Linked DNA regions of Mus musculus: region 2 is linked to region 1. The links are chromatin contacts, called in public ChIA-PET maps. All regions are on one chromosome and are shown on one strand. The core of a region is the stretch at or near the end of the contact, and the rest is flanking DNA. Distances in the headings are between cores, read along the strand shown. Region 1 overlaps Lrch3 (leucine-rich repeats and calponin homology (CH) domain containing 3). Region 2 overlaps Snx4 (sorting nexin 4).

Region 1 (6,537 bases), core at 832-3,331:
ATGTAGGAGGATATACTAGATAAAAAAACAAACTACAGTAATGCATCTGCCAGGCACATTCTCTACCATTAAGCTATGTAACCTGCTTCCCAAAAGAATCTTTCTAGTATGGCTTATGTACTTCACTAGGTAGCTCTTACACTTGGTCACCTTGGCCTGAGTTTGCTGTGTTGAAACGCACAGGATACCTTAAGGTCTGGGCTTTCAGACAAATCTTAGGAATATTATCCAAAAAAATCTTATTCATTATACTACTTTACCAACTTTAGTGTAATGTGAATTATTAAATATAAAGTTAGAGAAATTTTTCTTTAGAAAAGTAAATTTATAATTATGCTGAGAAGTTTTTTTACTTTTTGTTTTGTTTCTGCTTTTAAGTTAAATGATCTCTGTGGGGGCAGGTAGGAAAAAAAATGCCAAAAGATAAATCTGTTTTTCATGTATATCTTTTCACACTTTGGACAGATAGATCTTTATATTATTGTCTATAAAGTAGTACCTTTCATTTGTCGTTAAGGAAATAAATTTAAGCTGGTGGTATTATCACACAACATTAATCCCAGTGCTCAGAAGGCAGAGGCAGGCAGATCTGAGTTCTAGGCTAGCCTGGTCTACAGAGAGAGTCCCAGGACAGCCAGTACTACACAGAGAAACTCTGTCTCAAAAAAAGGAAGAAAAGAAAAAAGGTTTATTAGACATAGTGCAGGGACAGCTGTCTAATAGGGAACTGAGTACTGCCCACCTGAACTCCCCTGTATCAGTATAGAAAGTGGCAAGCCTTGAAAGCTGCCTTGCCTTCACATGCAGGTCTGTTATGTTTAACAAGTGAACAGAAAGGTCCCGACTGTTTTACAGAGGTTAAGTGATAGTGTCCAGTTGTCCTTTTATGTTCTGTTACACTGTGACATGACTTTATAACTCATAAAAATTATGTTCATGAACCAAAGTAATATGGAGTATCAAAGTCACTATCAGAAGATAGTTATACAGAAGATGTTAGCTGGACATGCCTGTAACCTTAGCACTTGAGAGATGGAAACAGGAGGATCAAAAATTCGAGGCCAATTTGGACAGAATAAAACCCTGTTTTAAAAAAACAACTACCACAAAAAAAAAAAAAAAAAACACCATTTATTTTAAATTTACAATTTAAAGTTGCTTTTCTACCTAGGAAGATTTTATTAGGTAAAATACTGATGCACTAATTTTTTTAATTTGATTTGCTATTTTTTTAGATTTCTAATTAAGCTCAACTTTAAAAGTATGTTTAAAAAGAAACAATAAGTAAAGGTATAAAACTCCTGAAAGTGTACCTCTGGGGCTGGGAGACCGCTCAATTGAAAGCTTAAGGACTTGAGTTTAGATCCCCAGCACCCACCTAAAAGCCTGGGCATGGCGATTCACATCTGTAATCCTTGCACTGGGGAGGCAGAGACGGGCAGATTCCTAGAACTTACTGGCCAGCCAGTCTAGCCAACTCTGAGCTCCAGGTGCAATGCAAGACAGTGCTGGAAAATAAAGTGGGGAGTGATTGAGGAACACACACACACACTGCGGATCACAGAGACAATGGCAGCTATAAAAGAAAGAATAAGTTAGACTTCATCAAACCTGGGAGAAGCTATCCATCAGAAGAAAATGTTAGCAGCCATGGCCTGGGAAACTATTTGTAAAGCAACCTGCATCCAGATGTACAACTAATACCTGCAACTTAGTAATAAAAAAACCCAATGAGAAATGAGCTTGAAAGGACTCTTCAGAAAGAGATTTATATGGTCAGTACATACACAACAAAGTACTCAATATTGTTATTGATCACAGGAATGCAAATTAAGACTAGATATCCATACAGAGCCACAGTTGAAGAAAAGTGACATAGCAAAAGTGAGGCTGTAGAGCAGCCAGGGTGCTCAGGCACTGTTTACAGAAGTGCAGGAGCAGAGCTTTCAGACAAACAGTAACCTCTACCAGGTGGAGTGGGTAGTTCTGTGAGTTTGGGGAACTAGCTACTCATTAGCCACTGGCACAGCCAGCATGCACGACAATTCCATTTCCCCGCACTCCCTGCCCCCAGCTAAGCCAGTTCTCTTTTCTACCACAAGACCCAGCAGACAGCTGACTGCTTCTGACAGTCGGTTTGGCCTGTCTCAGGGTCTTCCATGAGTCAGGATGTGGCATCTTGCACTGCTGATGCTTAGTAAAAGATCTGAGATTCTTTGATGGTTATATGTTCCTTAGTAACTGTTACTCAAGTTTCCGTACCCATTTAAGACCTAAACACCTCAGAGCAGTCGTTTACCCTAACAACAATAACAAGGTGACCAGAATTAACTACATAGAAGTGTATGAGAACAGTTCTGGCAAATAGAAATGTCTTCTGTTGTGATAGAATTACAAAGATACAGTATTTTGTTAAGATTATACTCCTAATATTTAAATATATGTAAATTTTATTTGGAAGAATATTATTAAAGATAAAAACAAGCCAGGTGTGTTGGCACACAAATTTAATCCAGTACTCAGGGGCAGCAGCACATGGATCTTTGTGAGTTCTGGCTCATCTTTGTCTACATTATGAGTTCCAGGACATCCAAGGTGAGATAGTGAACCCTATCTCAAAACAGCACAAAATTTAAAGAGTAGCTAGCACCAGTGCTGTCCATTGGCAGAGAAAGAACACTGCCAAACTTACCCGGGGAAGTCAGGATTTCACTACTGCCAAAGCCAGATAAGGATGATGTTTGTGTGAGGACCGACCTGCATTTGCATGTGTGTGAAAGCTAGCATCATTGTGTGTGAAAGAGGATCATGAGAGTGGAGGAAGAGATCTTAAGGAAATGGAAAGAGAGGGCAGTGGAAGACCTGTGCTGAAAAGCAGAAAGGGAGAAAGAAAACAGCTAGAAGGGAGGGAGGGAGGGAGATGAACCCATGGCGACAAAGTGTGCTGGCACCAAGTATGAGAGGCTGTTAGGAGAAATCCACTGCTTGGTAAGATGGCATTAAAACTGAGTGCAGTGAAAACAAAGTTGAGCAGTGGTACTTTTCAAACTGGATACTGAGTTTGGGGCCTCGTACTATTCTGTTTACTTTGTTCCTATTTGGGATTTTCTTCTTTAAAAGTTCAGAGAATGCTCACTTAGCTCAAATATTTATGTGGCCAAGTGTCATGAGCGTGTTGGTTAATAAAATTATAACTGGTTAATTTCAAATGCTACTTTGAAAAATATAAAACCTCATAGTAACATGTAACACTTATTTTGGACAGCCATGAAGAACTGTACTCAGGCCGTCCTTACGGAGCCCTGGATTCAGGCTTCAATAGTGTGGATAGTGGTGATAAGAGATGGTCAGGGAATGAGGTAAGTGTTCTGTTCATGTGTTAAAAATCCTGATTTTGAAAAATAAATTAAATTAAGGGGAATATCTAAATTGGAATTCAATTTATTAGGTAAAATAGAGAAATGTCAAAGAGCAAAAACCCTACATAGTCCTACCACCTGGGAATTCTACACTGTTTCTTTTAAAAGCACCTTTTGCCATGTATCCTCTTTCAGATTTGTTACCCAGTCTTATGCACAGATATTCTGGAAAGCTGAGTAGGAAGTGAGGTGGTTAAAGCTGAAGCCTAGTGGCTGTGGTAACACATTTCTATAACCCTAGCTAGCTCTCAGGAGGCTGAGGCAGGAGGACCATGGTTTGAAGATAGCCTGGCCTATGCAGTAAGTTCCAGAACAGCTTGCACTGCATAGCAACTGTCTCAACCCCATGAGAAGCCCTGACATCCATGTGAGGGCCAGGGTGGTCTGCGGCGGAGATGGTGATAGAATGGGTGTGCTGGAGGCTGGGAAAGTGCGCAGGACTGGACACTGATGGGTGAGGAAGGGGAACCTGAGCTTTAAGTGACAGCTCAAAAGTGGAGTCCTCTCCAGCAGGCACTGGCTGGAGCCCCACAGAAGGTGGCACAGCTCAGTGAGTTCATTCACATGCCACAAATTGCATGGGTTCTTGTTTTGATTAATTAATTCTATTAGAGTTTCCAATGAAATCCATTGCTTTGTAAAATTACTAGGATATATTTTAACTACCAATTAAAGGACTACACGTTTGCTAGAGGTGCTGATAACAGCCATTTTATAACACTGTGTCATTGAGATTCCAGACAGAAGCCTGGTGAGTAGCACAGTGCCTTGAATGCCTTCAATCTCAGTGTCAGGAGGCAGTGGCAGGTGGATCTCTGTGAGTTCAAGGCTAACCAGGACTATATAAGTCCAGGCCAACCAGAGCTACATAGTGAGACCCTGTCAAACCTAAATAAGTAAATAAATTAAATAAATAGTAAGTCAAAACAAAATTAGATCAAAACTTGAAATTTGTAGTTAGCTATATATGTATGTATGCATGTATGTATGTATGTGTCTTAGTCAGAGTTTCTATGCCTGCACAAACATCATGACCAAGAAGCAAGTTGGGGAGGAAAGGGTTTATTCAGCTTCCACTTCCACATTGCTGTTGATCACCAAGGAAGTCAGGACTGGAACTCAAGCAGGTCAGGAAGCAGGAGCTGATGCAGAGGCCATGGAGGGATGTTCTTTACTGGCTTGCCTCCCCTGGCTTGCTCAGCCTGCTCTCTTATGGAACCCAAGACTGCCAGCCCAGAGATGGTCCCACCCACAAGGGGCCTTTCCTCCTTGATCACTAACTGAGAAAATGCCTTACAGTTGGATCTCATGGAGGCATTTCTTCAACTGAAGCTCCTTTCTCTATGATAACTCCAGCTGTGAAAAGTTGACATAAAACTAGCCAGTATAGTATGTATTGGTGACTATCTTTTTGAATATTGCAATGTGTGTATATATACATAGATATTTTAAACCTATGTATATATTTGCTTACAGTTCTGAATATCCTTCTATTTTTGTTAATTGTGGTAAGGTTTGCCTATTTAAAGTACATATTTCAGTTGCATTAATTGTGTTCATAGAATTATACAATATTCTCTATTAATTTCTAAAACTTTTGCTTTTTCTTCTCCTATGTAGATTACAGTTTATATTCCTGTACTGTATGTTATCTAAAATTGGAAATGATGGTTTTTAATGTTTCTGCTTTTTAAGCCTACAGATGAATTTTCGGATCTGCCTCTTCGAGTGGCAGAGATTACCAAAGAGCAAAGACTGCGGAGAGAAAGCCAGTACCAGGAGAATCGCAGCAGTGTGGCGGTCACAAATGGTGGAGGTACACACGATTCTGATGACATTTAAAGCCTTCATGTGTGCCTTGTTATATAACAGGCTCTCCCTATAACCCTGGCTGCCCTCAAACCCCTTATGTAGCCAAGGATGGCCAGTCTTCTCCCAGCCCTGGGGGTACAGTTGTATCCCACCACACCTGGTTTTGTGGTGCTGAGAATTGAACCCAGGGCCGTGTGGGCCAGAGACAAGGACTTTACAACACAGCCCAGCTCCCACCTGAACTTTTTTGTTTTGATTTAAGGGAGTTTATTGTGGCTTAGGGTTCTAGAGGGATCCTGTCCCTCCTGATGAGGAGAGCTCGGCAGTAGACCACCATCAGTAGACTGGCAGTAGACTGGAAAGGCATGGCGACAGAAGTAGGAAGTTGCTGGTCTCCTTACCGTTTTTGAAGTGGTCTTTGTCACACCCACTCTTTAGTTTGCTTCTCTGTAGATCCTTCACCCTTCTGAAGACTTCTGTTTATATATGACCAAAAAAAAGTTTACCATTCAGATAAAATTCACTTTCTCTGTATTTTCAATTTATAATTTCTCTTTCATGTTTATTTGAGGGGAAACTTTAGGAAGAATAGATCTTTGTTCATCTTGATCTTACTACAGTCTTCTGAAGTAACATTGTCTCTTTTTAAGATTTTCCATTTTAAAGAGATTTCTTGAGCTCTTTTAGCAATCAATTGTGTTTGCTTGTATTTATTTTTAGCTTTTTGAAATAGTTATCTATTTATTATCAAGGGGTGTGCCACCACAGGTGTGGTGAGGGTAGGGACAACTTGCTCTCTCTTTCCACCTTGCAGGTCACAGGGATCAAATTCAGGTCATCAGGCATGGCAGCAAGTGTTTTTGCCTGCTCAGTCAGTTAGCTAACACTGTTTAAAACTGAGTTTTCACCCCAATATCCAGGCTGACCTCAAACTCCTGGATTCTAGTAACCTTACATCAGCCTCCTGAGCAGCTGGGGCCACAGGTGCCTGCCAGCATGCCCGTCTTCCTGCATAGCGTAGTGTTTCCTGTAGTGTTCTCTGGGGCTTCTGAATCTTATTCTAACACTTAGAACTTAGTAGTTTTAAATTAATAGAGTTCTGTCTGCTTCAATGTACTGCTGAAACAGGTTTTAGAATTGTACTCTATATTCTTTTAATTTGAGTTTTAAAGCCACATGTTGGCATTTTGAGGGCCAGTGCTGAGGGAGAAATTACATAGATTTTGTAGAAATGCATATGTTTTTGGAAGCGCTTCCATTTCTAACGATGTCAGTTACAGTTGTGATTTTGTCCTCTCTGGCTTAC
Region 2 (5,660 bases), core at 1,619-4,118, 290 kb after region 1:
TTCTTGTATTCACCCATTCTTACCATTTTATGCCTTGTATAATTAGTGGTTTTTTTCTGTTGTTTACCATAATGTTTTAGTTTTTAATTGCTGTGACAAATCACCATGACTAAGGCAACTTATAAAGGAAAGCATTTAATTTGGGGCTCGCAGTTTTTTTTTTTTTTTTTTTTTTTTTTAAAGATTTATTTATTTATTATATGTAAGTACACTGTAGCTGTCTTCAGACACTCCAGAAGAGGGCGTCAGATCTTGTTACAGATGGTTGTGAGCCACCATGTGGTTGCTGGGATTTGAACTCCTGACCTTCGGAAGAGCAGTCGGGTGCTCTTACCCACTGAGCCATCTCACCAGCCCGGGCTCGCAGTTTTAAAGGGTTCAAGTTCATGACCATCACGGCAGGGAACATGGTAGCAGATAGGCATGGAACTGGAGCAGTAGCTGAGAGTTTACATCTTGACCCATATCACATGCACCAGGCAATGAGAGAGACACTGGGAATGTCATCAGCTTTTGAATCCTTAAAGCCAGCCTCCACCCACTCCTCCAAAAATCCACATCTAATGAATCTTCCCAAATAGTTCCACTAACCAGGGACCCCATAAATGAGTGTATGAGGTCCATTCTCATATAAACACCACACACAGGAAGTTTGAAGTATTTGTGTTCCTTAACTGACTTTATTTTTAATTTTATTCTGTCATATTTAATGCTTCGTAACTTATGTTTTTGTTTAGGGTTCTATCCATAACAGACTAAAATGGGAGATAGCGTTAGTATTATCCTCGGCAATGATTTGGAGGCTGTGTAGTTTTTACTTTCCTGAAACATAACAGAAACAATTTTTTTTTTTTTTATGTGTTATGTGTGACCATTTCAAATTGTTTTGAGGGCTGGAGAGATGGCTCAGCAGTTAGGACTGCTCTTTCAGAGGTCTTGAGTTCAATTCCCAGCAACCACATGGTGGCTCACAACCATCTGTAAAGGGATCTGATGCCCTCTCTTCTGGTGTGTCTGAAGACAGCTAAAGTTTACTCATATAAATTAGATAAATAATTCTTTTTTAAAAATTGTTTTGAGTTAGAGTATGTTGACTTATGCCTATAGTTCAAGGCCAGCCTGGGCCTCATCATGAGTTTCAAGCCAGCTTAGAACAAAGTGAGACTTGGTCTCAGGAAACTTTCTGCATTTTGAAACCTCACATTTATAATTTGTACCTGTATCTTTTTTTTTTTTTTTTTTTTTTTTTGATTCATAAGTACGTTGTGGCTGTCTTCAGACACACCAGAAGAGGGCGTCAGATCTCATTACAGGTGGTTGTGAGCCACCATGTGGTTGCTGGGATTTGAACTCAGGACCTCCGGGAGAAGAGTCAGTGCTCTTAACCACTGAGCCATCTCTCCAGCCCTGTACTTGTGTAATTGTGACCAAGTAAGTACGTGACAGAAACAACTTGAGGGTTGGTCATGGCTCCCTGGTGTACCTGACTGCTTGGCTCCATTCTGCCTGGGGCAGAGTGTCATAGTGGCTAGAGCATGTGAAGGAGGCTGCCCCTTCATCAGGCAGGGAGAAGCCACTTCAAAGACACTGCCCCAGTGACCTAGTTCCTCCATAATACAACCTCCTAAGGTTTTACCAGATTACAGAGTTACCCCACCAGCAGGGGACTGAGGGGGTGATGGGTGAGAGGGAGCACTGACACGTTGCGGATTCAAACCATAATATAAGCAGACTGTGAAGAGCCTTTTCCCAGAAACTGTTTGAGATGAGTTTGCCAACATGCTGTATTGTCTCTGGATGGTCTGACACTTGATGTGTAGATCAGGCTAGCTAGACATCCACCCACCTCTGCCTTCTGATGCTGAGGTTAAAAGTGTGCACCAGCACTGCCCAACAGCTTTATTATTCTTGAACTTGTGCTTTTTAAAGATTTTGTGTTTATTCTAACTGGATAGTATGACAGACTAACATCATGAGAATGCATTATTGTTTGGGCTGAGAAGGAATTTGCTTTATCAGTGTGTGCTTTCAAATTTGAGAGAGTTTTCCCTGGAGCAGATGGTGGTGAGTCGGAAGGTTTAGTTTAGGGTATGTGCATCTCAGCCAGTGAGGTTTTCACCATCCTGATGGTTACCGGCTTGTCTTAGGTAATCTCTTGAGCTTGCTTTTGGCTGAAGGGCTTCTTTCTGGCTCTTACTTTCTCTTGTGTATATAAATACCCATCACTATCTGCGTTTTCCTGGGCATGCTTCCTAAGTATATTATCTGCTTTTCATCATCGAATCCATTTTTAGTAAGTCATGCATAACTCTAGTTTTCTCAATGTAACGTAACTCTTGCTTTTCCTGTAGCATTTCGTGTGTGTCCACGTGTACATGGACTTCTGTAGATGCCAGATTTTCGTATTGGGTATCTTCCTGAATCGCTTTCTACCTTTTTTGGGGCGAGGGGCCAATGTCTCTAACTGACCTGGAGCTAGCAAATTGAATTAGCTAGAAACCACAGAGATCCCCCTGCCTCCTCCTCCCCAGTGCTAGAATTAAGAGTGCAGCACTTTGCTTGGCTTTTCTTGTGAGTACTGGGATACCAAACCTAGTTTCTTACGCATCAATAGCAAGCACTTTACTGAGTCATCGCCACAACCTGTGTAGCTTTTCTCCCTATAATATTTCTTTTGATTATTGGAACTTTATATCATGAACACTGAGCACACTCACTTCTGAGTCCTCCCAGCTTCACTCTCACCCTTGAGACCTCCCCAAACAGAAAGAAGAAAAAAGAAAAAAAGCTCAATCTGTGTTGCCCTTGTACTCTCTCACTGGAGTGTTGGTGTGGGTTTGCCTACTTTATTGTGTTCTTATCTCTACCACCCTTCCTGCCGTTACTCCACCCTAACCCGTTCTAACACCCCCAACACTAGGTAGGTTAGAAAGGGAAAGGGAAGTGGGGGGCATAGACTTCTATAGGCTACTTCCTGTTGATTAGGGTTGTTGGGGCAAGTCCAGTCTGCTGTCAGAATATCCAGCAGTCCAGCAAACTAGCAATAACAAATACAACAGCAGGAGGAACCAGCAGCAGTTGAGGGTTGTGTGTGTGTGTGTGTGTGTGTGTGTGTGTGTGTGGAACACCAGCAAGGGGAGCAACAGTTGCAACAGGCCCTCTCAGGGTTCTCAAATCTGCCAAGTCATGAAACTATCTGCAGCTGGCAAAAATCACAACACTCAAGAGCACAAGACAATCATAGATAATGGCTGTGGACTGTCCTTGGAATTTCCAACCCAAATAAGCCCGTATAAAAAATACTCAATCCAGTTAGTATATATGTCTAGATTGGGCAGATCTAACACATACTAACTTAGTCCCCAGCTATAAGACCCTTTGCTATTTGTGGTTTCTCCTGGCCACTTGGTTCTGCTCCCTCATGACTTCCTCCTCCTCCTCCTCCTCCTCTTCCCCCTCCTCCTCCTTTTTTCTGCCCTCTTCTCCATTCTCATTCTCCTTTCTCTCCCTGCCCTCCTCTCAAAGACATCCTGTCCCACCTATCCCTTCCACTGCCCAGTCATAGGCTCTGGGCAATTAAAATGGGGAGAGGGTTCATATGTGATCACCTGAGTACATGATCAACTGCTCATGGGGCAGCACTCTTGAGAAAGCAGAATTAACATCAGAATACATACACACATACACACACACACACACACACACACTCATACTCTCCCACCTGTCAACCACCACTTCTTTTGTGTTTTTTTTTTATATAGACTTGAAGTTCTTCTAGTAAAAATAAAAGAAACTACTCTCTTTGTTTTCAGATCTCTTTTTATGTATTAATTTTAAGGTAACAAATGCAAAAAATAATGAATATCATTATGGGTTTTTTTGTTTGTTTGGTTTGGTTTGGTTTGGTTTGGTTTGGTTTGGTTTTCCCAGACAGGGTTTCTCTGTGTAGCCCTGGCTGTCCTGGAACTCACTCTGTAGACCAGGCTGGCCTCAAACTCAGAAATCCACCTGCCTCTGCCTCCCAAGTGCTGGGATTAAAGGCTCGCACCACCATGCCCGGCATGGCATTTTTTTATGTGTGTATCTTTATATTTTTTTCTAACATATTCTCTCCTGCTACCTATTCACAAAAGGAGAGAGGGTTATGCATACATGTGTATGAAAGGGTTATGCACACATGTGTATGTGTGTATCAGTTGGATGATGAACTCTGATATGGAAGTGTAAGCAAAATACAATACACCTACTCCCGTTCAACATGTTTTTTGTCAAGGTTTTCATTGCAGCAATAGTAACCTAACTAAGATAGACTGGAACCCAGGGCCTTGTGCTTGCTAGACAAGGGTTCCACAATTCACTGAGCTGAATTCCGAACCTCTGCAAATACTTTTGTACAAGACAGAATCTATGCATGTATTGTGTTGATGGATTAGTAGGTATTTGGTACTTGATAATCTACTAGTCTTCCCAGAATCCTCAGTTTGTAATATAACCTAAAGATTTTTGGTTTTATAATGATGAGACTTGAACTTAGAGCCTCAAACATGGTAAGCAGGAATCTATCTCTTAGCTGCTGCCCATCTGAAGACTTTTTCTTATATGTTCCTGTATAGCTTTATTCTTGGTTGCTTACACATTAAATGGATGATACCCATTAAAATGCCTCTCAAGAAGCTGATGTGCTGCAGTTGTGTAAGCTGTAACAACTCAAATAATGTATCTGTGTGTGTTTGTGGTGCACGTGTGTGGCGGTTAGAGAATAACCATGGTCTCATAGTTCTCCATTGCATAGGCCAGGCTAGTTGGCCCACGAGCTTCTGGAATTCTCCTGTCACTGCCTCCCTTTGTGCCATGGAAGGAACATTAGCGTTACAGATATACATACGCTGATCCATGCAGCTTTCCCAGGACCTGGGATCCAGACTCAGGGCCTCATGTGTGCACGGCAAGCACTGTACCCATTGAGCCCACAAACTATCCTGAAATATTTGGTGATAAGTTACTCTCCAACGGTGAAATAGCCAATTCAGGCTAAATTAAAGTCTATAAATGCAGGGTTTTTGGGAATCTGCTCTTGGGGTAGGTACACTGGACTCAGGGAACGAGGCTAGGGATGTTGTTCCCAGCCATGCCTCATAACAGGTAGGGACTAAGGGTTGCAGGGGTAACCTGAAGGTCAGATCTACTTTGCTATGTAAAATATGTGCCTCAGCTGTTTGTCCTATGACTGAATACCAACATTTACCAGTACTGGGTATTATTCGTATGGCTATGGGTTTTCCAATACCATTTTCACTGTCTTATATTAATTGCACAGAATAATGGAGTTTTGTTATACTGTGTTGAGATCGCATTCACCCACTCTTACCTCAGCTATCAGTACCATCTTTAAGGGCTTTTACTGTTCCGTTTATTTATTTATTTATTTATTTTTTGTCCAGATGACGGGAAATAATTTTTGGTTGAAGAAAATAGAAATCAGTGTTTCAGAAGCAGAGAAGAGAACCGGAAGGAACGCCGTGAACATGCAAGAAACGTACACTGCCTACCTCATCGAGACTCGGTGGGTTGCAAGGATGGCTTGCATCAGATGGAAAGGTTCTCTAACAAACAGTTGAGCAGAGTGAGGCTGAATAACTGTAATCTCCTTCAGAGGTTGG

What was found. ChIA-PET counts read pairs in DNA pulled down with a chosen protein or histone mark.
Region 2: a contact with region 1 is called in an RNA polymerase II ChIA-PET map of memory CD8 T cells, with 11 read pairs. The contact joins two enhancer-like sites. A contact is called at or near these places in 1 of 115 datasets of contacts at active chromatin or transcription factors (memory CD8 T cells) and 1 of 9 other capture datasets (adipose tissue).

The regions. Positions count from the first base shown.
Region 1 is chr16:32,970,615-32,977,151 of GRCm38.p6, forward strand. Lrch3 (leucine-rich repeats and calponin homology (CH) domain containing 3) reads left to right here. Exons shown (of 21, transcript NM_001081255.1): 7 at 3,266-3,359; 8 at 5,115-5,235. Among named protein-coding and RNA genes, the nearest start is that of Lrch3, 60 kb to the left of the region's middle. Within about 2 kb of position 2,082, at least 44 of the 459 cell types and tissues checked have an H3K27ac peak or open chromatin away from gene starts, as enhancers often do. A contact at or near this core is called in memory CD8 T cells, where this site is marked.
Region 2 is chr16:33,258,818-33,264,477 of GRCm38.p6, forward strand. It overlaps Snx4 (sorting nexin 4), which reads left to right. Exons shown (of 14, transcript NM_080557.2): 2 at 5,442-5,563. Among named protein-coding and RNA genes, the nearest start is that of Snx4, 10 kb to the left of the region's middle. Within about 2 kb of position 2,869, at least 79 of the 459 cell types and tissues checked have an H3K27ac peak or open chromatin away from gene starts, as enhancers often do. A contact at or near this core is called in memory CD8 T cells, where this site is marked.